Linked DNA regions of Zea mays: region 1 is linked to region 2. Evidence: chromatin contacts called from public Hi-C data. All regions are on one chromosome and are shown on one strand. The core of a region is the stretch at or near the end of the contact, and the rest is flanking DNA. Distances in the headings are between cores, read along the strand shown. Region 1 holds the start of LOC100281766. Region 2 holds the start of LOC100192712 (Pentatricopeptide repeat-containing protein).

Region 1 (3,972 bases), core at 866-3,365, 200 kb before region 2:
TCCGGACACGCAAATCATATTGGACAAGATCTCTCGACGGTTCGCTGACCATGACGCAAGTGGGATCGCCGGTTTGCGGAGCATGATACTCGTTGGGACCAGGCGTTCTCGATGTTTGCGCCGTCCATACTACCTTCACTAGGTGGCTCCTCCCCAAGGAAGACACCGCTAGCCGACCCCCTTCCTTAGCTTATAAAAGGAATAGGCCAGTCCCCGTACAGACGGATGATCCCCAAGGAAGACAATATTCAGAAGATCAACGAGACGGAGATGGACCAGGAGATCAAAACCCCATCGCCAAGGCAAGACTTCACTAGGACTACACCTTATAACCACCTCCACCTCAAACAAGAGACTTAGGAGCCTCTCCTCCCTCTCTCGCCTTGCTTGTAACACATACTACGAGCTTTGATCATGAATGGTACCGGTAGTGTAAGCCGTTGATGACTGAATGTAGGGACGTTTTGTCCGAATCAATATAAATCTTGCATCCAATGCACACATCCTTTGGAGCCCGAAACACACACAATAAATTTATTTGTCGGAGTGAGGTTCGAAACACCGATAATCTGAATCCCCCTGCAATAGAAAGCTGCAAGGACGTGTTCAAGAAAGAAATGCTCCCCATATGTTATAGATGCACATGCTTCTATTAGACTTTGGTTGCGAACCTTGTAAAACATTTTTCCAAACTAGCTCGACTCCCTGTGCGAAGTCCACGTACCCTACACTTCCTGTACCCTTTTTCTTTAATGAAAACAATGTAGGGACCCCGTACAGTGAATTATTAAAACAATGCTAGTCGTGTGGAGCCATGGTACGGTGTCCCTAATAAAGTTATCCCATTCCAATGGCTAGAACATCCAAGGTGTTTCATGTTACGATCCCCTTTAAGTACTCAACAAAACACAGAAAAATATTCGACAAACTCTTTACCGAATGTGGCTCCAATAGACCCTTTGCCAGTCTTTTTACCTAGAGCTCTGGAAGACACTCGGCAAAGAGGAGCTTATTTGCCAAGAGCCTGTTTATGCCGCGCGTTTTCCTCTCGACAAACTTACTTAGTCCGAGCCGAGTGTTTTAGTTCGCCGAGAGTGGCACTCAGTGTGGGCAACGACTGTTATATAAGTAGTTCTTCTGTGCAAGCGTGCAAGTAAACCATCTAATACATTAGATTACGATCCAACCACAGATACAACCATGGTTTGTTAGGGGTTTTTTATAAAGATTATTGAGCTGGTGATGTAAGGGTTTAAGTGTTAAATATGACCTACGGTTGGATCACGATCTAATGAATCAGATGGTTTGCTTGCACGCTTGCACAGAAGAACTGCTTGCATAGCAGTCGTTGTCCTCAGTGTGCTCGATAAATTGTTCTCGGCAGAGTGCCGAGCACTCGGCAAAGAGCTGGATTCGGTAGTGTATCGGTTTATTTTTTTCTACGATAAACACAAGAAAACAGGTAAAAAAAATTTCTCGCACGGCAAAGTCCAAACGCGCCATAGAGTTCATATATGCCAATAAACACGAGCGCTGCTAGCACTCAGCAGTTCCACGTTCAAAACAGGCTTTGTTCCATTACATATTATTTAATCCATTAACTTGCTGGTACTGCCAAATATTCGGTAACGCATGCATGCATGTTTTACTGATCCGCTGCGGCTATGCACACGCAGGACACGAGCCGAGGCGAGGCGAGACGAGGCAGTACTAGCAGTCCCTGGTGCAGAAGCAGCGGTGGCGTAGGCCCTTGCACACGCCGCCGGTGAAACCTTCGGTCAGGCAGACGTTTGCGCAGTTGGCGTCCCTCGAGCAAGGTCCCTTGAAGCGGAAGCTCTGCGACTCGCACTTCCTCGCCGACACCATAGTCACCGGCCCGCCTTGCGTCCCTGCAAAACGCAAACAAACATGTGTAATCTACACAATGTTTTTTTTGCATGTATATTTATATATCATGGCGAAGGCGTACCGGTGTAACAAACGAGCAGGAGGAGGACCACGAAAAGCTTGGTGGAGAGACCGCCCATTATTCTATCCTTTGAGATGGAATGGAATGGAGAGTATTTGTGTGTGTGTTGGCTATAGAGATATAGGGTATACAGACGAAGCTATGGTATGGGCACCGTACCGTACCCTTCTTATATACTGCTTGTACATAGGTTGGTTGGTTGGTTTGTAGCGGCGGCACACAGAAATTCTTAGATGGTTTTACAGAGGCGATCGAGCACACAGATTTATTATTTATTTATTTATTATTATGCCGTTACAAACTGGCTGGCTATAGCCTATAGCCAGTACAATTGACCCAATATATGGCAGCCATGAATGTGCTGCACCGATGTTGTCACTGCCATGCCGAATGCGTGTCATCGATCGCGGTACGTCGCTCATGAGATGGGCCGGGTGGTGAGTACTTACGAGGTATGAGCTGTCTTTTGTCTTTTTTTTCTTGAATCGTCGCTAGCTAGGGGAGATGCTCGCCGTGCCGTCGTCGTTGCACATCTTGACAGAGAGCCTGCGCACCCCGCCGCCGCTAGCTAGTGGAGGTGCTCGTCGTGCCGTTCATGTTTAGGGTATCTTTTGGATATAAACTATTTCAAAACCATGATTTTGAAATACTACGTTTCAAAATGTCATAACACAACCGTAGTATTTTTTTATATCACTTTTAGCAATACATGTGTCGGCGTTTCGACCCCGGGGGTCCCTGGACCGACGAGTGAAATTGTCGCTGCATGTCCCAGCCCAGATGGGTTGGCACGAGATGGAACACAAGGGGGAAGAACGCGGCTTGTGTTATCCTGCGCCAAGGGGGGGATGCGCTTGCAGTAGGGGTTACAAGCGCTCGCGAGGGAGAGAGAGAGCGAGTCTGCTCGTCAGCCCGTGCTCCCGCGCGACCACCCTTCTGTATGAGGGCCCTGGCCCTTCCTTTTATAGATGCAAGGAGAGGGTCCAGGTGTACAATAGGGGTGTAGCAATATGCTAACGTGTCCGGTAGAGAGGAGCCAGAGCCCTATGTACATGCCAACGTGGCTGTCGAAGAGGTGCTAGAGCCCTGTGTACGCGGTGTCGTGGCCATCGAAGGAGCATTTGAGCCCTGTAGAAGCACAGCTGTCGGGGCTGCTGGGACCTTGCTGACGTCTCCTTGCTTCCGTAGGGGGCTGAGAACCGTCGTCGTCATGGACGCACGCGGGGAGCCATCATTACTTGTTACCGGGGCGAGCCTGGATGGGACGTCGGTCTTGTTCCCCCGTAGCCTGAGCTAGCTAGGGGTAGGGTAATGATGTATCCTCCGTGGCGCGGTCGGTCCGAGCTCAAGGTCGGGCGAGGCAGAGACTCCTCTTGAGGCCGAGGTCGGGCGAGGACGCGATTCCTCCCGAGGTCGAGGTTGAGGCCGAGCCCTGGGGTCGGGCGAGGCGGAGACCACCTTCCGAGGCCGAGGGTGAGGGCCGAGCCCTGGGGTCGGGCGAGGCGGAGGCCATCTTCCGAGGCTGAGGGTGAGGCCAAGCCCTGGGGTCGGGCGAGGCGGAGACCTCCTCCTCAGGCCGAGGTCCAAGGTCGGGCGAGGCAGAGCTTCCTGTTGCGCCTGAGGCTAGACTTAGCAGTTGTCAACCTTACCCTGGCGAGTGGCACAACAGTCGGAGAGGGGCGAGCGACGTTATTTTCCTGTCAGGTCGGTCAGTGGAAGGGCAAAGTGACTGCGGTCACTTCGACCTTGCCGACTGAGGCGCGTGTGTCAGGATAAGGTGTCAGGCGATCCTCGCATTGAATGCGCCTGCGATGCGGTCGGTTGGTGAGGCAATTTGGCCAAGGTTGCTTCACAACGAAGCCTGCCCGAGCTGGGCTTCGGGCGAGTTGAGGGCGCGCCCGTTGCTTGAGGAGGCCCTCGGGCGAGGCGTGAATTCGCCTGGACTACTGTTCCCGCCCTTGGCTGGGCTCGGGCGAGGTGAGATCGCGTCCCTTGAGTAGACG
Region 2 (4,420 bases), core at 1,898-4,397:
TCCATAGATGTTTTAGTAGACTATCTTTCATCTCTGTATTTTGAGATTCAAAAAGGGTAGAACTTACCATTGTAGTTCATGGTGAACTAAAATTCTTTCTTGTGCTCCTTTGAATTGTTGAAGTTCTTGCTTTGGTTTTTCCTTCCCGATCTAGTCTATTTTGATATTTTATTGGATCTTTTGAATCTAAGTTCTTGGAGACATTTAGGATGGATAGAAATGTGTAAGGACCTCTAAGGATCATTGCCACCAATTGGTTTGGGATGATTCACCTCGTGAACGAAAATCTAACCCTTTGACCAATTTTGAGAAAACCATGGTTTGAATTCGTATTTTTCGACTTGAGGTTGAAGTTCAAATCTTTTGGAGCTCATATTTTGTGAACAACTTTGAAAATTACTTGTTAAGATGTGTGCATAAGTTCAGCTCAATCATTATTTGTTTGGATCGATTTTGCCTTTTGGAATTTTGATTTGGGCTACTAGTGTTGAGGATTTTTTTACAGTGAATTTGTGGGGTAGATCATGAGATCAAGAACTGAAGGTTAAGGCATAGAAGACTCAAAGATTTATACAGTTTTAGGCTCTTGGCGCGAGATAATACCCTATGTGATATTTGTGGCAGTGTCTATTTCCTATGCAAAATGATGTGATGATCTGTCCTCTTGGGATTGCCCAGCCCTCCTTTTATAATCCAAGGAGGGGCGGTGGTTACTAGGAAGGTATATAGGACGATACTAGATAAGGATAATAAGCCTAGTCGAGTCTATGCCTAAGTATCGAGATGCTTATCTCTATCTTTACATGTATATTATCTTTATCATCTGGGTTCTATCATATTTACGTGGATATCAATCTTGTCTTCAAATCTGATGGGATCTTTACCATTCTTATCTCCATGGAGCTTCCTTATAGGTAGAATATCTCAGTGACATGTGGGTCAAGTCCTTAGGCATCACGGTTGAGGCATCGAGCCCATGGACCCACTTGTCATGGTCTTGTTCGCTAAGTTGGTCTTAGATACTCCTCATAATATCTCCCAAGTCTTATTTGACTGAGTTATTGGTTCCGGCAAATTAGACTCTTGCCCCAAATCTTTCTTGATAAGACTTATCTTTGTTGTACTCAAGTCGTTCTATATCCAGGTTGAGTCCTTAACTCTTGCTGCCCTCGAGTCTATAGACTCGACATTTGACTCTTCAAGACTCGATCATCCCTCCAGACTGGTGCTTTGGATTTTAAAAGTTTGTGTCGCTTTAACTTCTTTTATTTGCTTATTTGAGAGAAGGCTCTACAGGGCAATACACATAGAAACATGAGAAAATCTCTTCAATGCCATCCAAACTTATACTAATCCCTTCAATGCCATCAGATTTTATAGCTTCCCTTCAATGCCATCAAATTTAAATTCTAATCCCTTAAATGCCATTGCCGTTAGTTTCAAGTTAACGCTGTTAGTTCTATTTAAAGCAAATCTCTCCAATGCCATCAAAATCTATATCAATCCTTTCAATGCCACTAGAAATTGGTTTGATCTATTTGGATTTTAAATATTCTAGAATAAAAAAAATATGGACCAATTCCACACTTTTTAAAAACTTTAGTACATTTTTTTGTAAACACCAAAAATTACTCCGCTATATCTGTTCGGTCTATTTGATTCCTAATATTTTTTTCAAACTAACAACAAACACTAATGATAACAGATGGAGATAAATTTTAAAATCAATGTGATATATTTGCATTTCAAAACTTTTAGGTTCAAAAAATTTTCTATTTTGAAAATTTTAAAACCAAATAGATCGAACCAATTTCTAGTGGCATTGAAGGGATCCGTATAGATTTTGATGGCATTGGAGGGATTTGCTTTAAATATAACTAACGGCGTTAACTTGAAACTAACGGCAATGGCATTTAAGGGATTAGAATTTAAATTTGATGGCATTGAAGGGAAGCTATTAAATCTGATGGCATTGAAGAGATTGGTATAAGTTTGGATGGCATTGAAGGAATTTTCTCTAGAAACATACCATTGGGGCAAGGAGCAACATTGTATTGACTACGAGTTTGACTTACATCCAAAATCCTACCATAGGGAAGAAAGGAGAGGGGGAGTGACAACACGAGAATTGTTTGGAAAGACAGGGGAAGATGGCATACGTTAAGGGTGTGTTTTGTTTAGCTTTCTAAACCATATTCGCTGCCAAAAATCTAAAATCCCAACCAAACGAGTAAAACATCGTAATAGATTCCTAAAAATCTATATATTCCTCTAGTTCAATTCAAAATCACCTCCTACTCCATATTTTTTGTATTCCTATTATCTATGTTATCAATCTATCATGCTCTAACAGAATCTATAGTTGCTATTTATTTTAACCAAACATATTTTAGTTTCTTCATAACCATGAACTCGCAACAACTTTCTTACAACTCAAAGCTAGAATCAGATTTTCAGAAATCTACAGCTAAACCAAAAAGACCCTAAGTGGAAGATGGTAGGGGCAAAATAGACTTTTTGTGTGCCTACACATCTAGGATATGGTAGGTTTTCACATTGGTGCGCCATATTAGGCTAGTTCCAACCTTTTTAGGCTATCTACCACCACATCAGCTACCTACCTCTCGTGCACCCAGTTTTAGCAAAAATGATAAAAATGTAAATTAGTTACGAAGTATGTTTGATTCCATGAGACTAAACTTCAGTCTTTTTTAGTCCCTAAATTATTAAAATAGAACTAACAGAGAGGAGGAAATCTGATTTATTCCCTTTTAGTTCTCATATTTAATAATTTAGAGACTCGGTAGTGACTAAATTATAGTCACATGTAACCAAACACTAAATTATACTGTTTAGCACACGTAGAGATAGCCTATGGAACTAAATAGTTAAGGCCATGTTTGAGACTACTTCAGCTTCACAAAATTTGGTGTGAATATGATGAAGCATATCATTATAAGCTTCAAAAAATCATAAAGTTAAAATTAACATTTAGATAAATCATTTTGTTTCTTATCTAGATTAAAAATATTAATAAAAATATTTAAATTTATATTATACACCGCACCTTCACGATAAGTCGATAAAGCCATAAACACACCCCCTAAATATCTCGACAAATCCTCTCTTGGACAAGCCGAACCTTCGCTCGGGTGGTGCCTCGGGTTCAGCCAACCTCGCACATGGCGCGCTGCTCCGTCGCGAAACCGCTCTGCGCCACCACCGCGACTCCCCGCCTTACCCGTCGCTGCCGGCAGCTCTCCGCGAACGCCACCACCCCGGCCATGGCCACCAGTAAAGCACGGTTGCCGGCCCTAAACAAACCGGCCAAACCGCCGCCGCCTCTCCTCTCGCGTCCGAAGCTCCCCGTCCCCACCAACACCGCGACTGACACCACTAGCGGCAAGGATTGCACCAAGAAACCACCGCCGGAAGCTACGGACTCACATCCGCCCTCGTCCGGCGCCGGCGACGTGCTCCGCCTGATGGACGCGCTGGGCATCCCGCCCGACGAGGACATCTACATATCCCTTCTCAGGGAGTGCGCCGACGCAGCAGAGGTGGCCTCCGTGCACGCGCACATAACCGCCCGTCGCGCCTCCGATGGACTCCCGTCGCCGGTCGCCAACCGTCTCCTGCTTTCTTACGCCGCGTGTGGGGACATCGAAGCTGCCCGCCGGGTATTCGACGGAATGCCCACCACTAACGGCATGGCGTGGGCGACCATGGTGTCCGCCTACTCGGATGGCTGCCTCCACCATGAAGCGATGCGTCTGTTCGCCCACATGTGCCATGGAACGCCGGTCCTGGACGGCGATTGCTACTCCCATGCCATCGTGGCCGTGCTGCGGTCATGTACCCGTGCAGGCGAGCTACGTCTCGGTGAGCAGGTACACGCTCTCGTCGTCAAGAAAGGCAGGATCCACGGTGACATTGGCAGCTCGCTAGTGCAGCTGTACTGCGATGGAGGCGGTTTTCACAGAAGCGCGCGGCGAGTTCTCGCGACGACGATGCAGCACCACTGTCAGGAACCAGTCCCTGAGGCGGCCTGGACGAGCCTGATCACATCCTGCCACCGTGAAAGCCTACTGAGCGAGGCTGTGGATGTCTTCAGGGACATGGCGTCCTCGGGCGTTCCAAGGAGCAGCTTCTCCCTGTCGAGCATCCTCGCGGTGTTCGCAGAGTCACAGGACCCAGGGTGCTGCTGCGGGCAGCAGGTGCACGCCGACGCCATCAAGCGCGGCGTGGACACGAACCAGTTCGTTGGCTCCGGGCTCATACACATGTACGCGAAGCAAGGGCAGCTGGCGGACGCCACCAGGGCGTTTGAGACGATCGGTGGCAAGCCTGACGCCGCGTGCTGGAGTGCCCTGGCCATGGCCTATGCTCGCGGCGGACGGTACAGAGAGGCCACCAGAAT

What was found. A called contact is a pair of places that touch in the nucleus more often than the background predicts.
Region 1: a contact with region 2 is called in a Hi-C map of endosperm, with 3 times the contacts expected there. The contact joins the promoter of LOC100281766 here to the promoter of LOC100192712 in region 2. A contact is called at or near these places in 2 of 25 Hi-C or Micro-C datasets (ear and endosperm).

Annotation. Positions count from the first base shown.
Region 1 is chr7:25,045,024-25,048,995 of Zm-B73-REFERENCE-NAM-5.0, reverse strand. It overlaps LOC100281766, which reads right to left and starts at 2,115. Exons shown (of 2, transcript NM_001159453.2): 1 at 1,970-2,115; 2 at 1,487-1,889. The coding sequence starts at 2,027. The coding sequence ends at 1,711.
Region 2 is chr7:24,849,378-24,853,797 of Zm-B73-REFERENCE-NAM-5.0, reverse strand. LOC100192712 (Pentatricopeptide repeat-containing protein) reads left to right here and starts at 3,147. Exons shown (of 1, transcript NM_001137914.1): 1 at 3,147-4,420. The coding sequence starts at 3,183.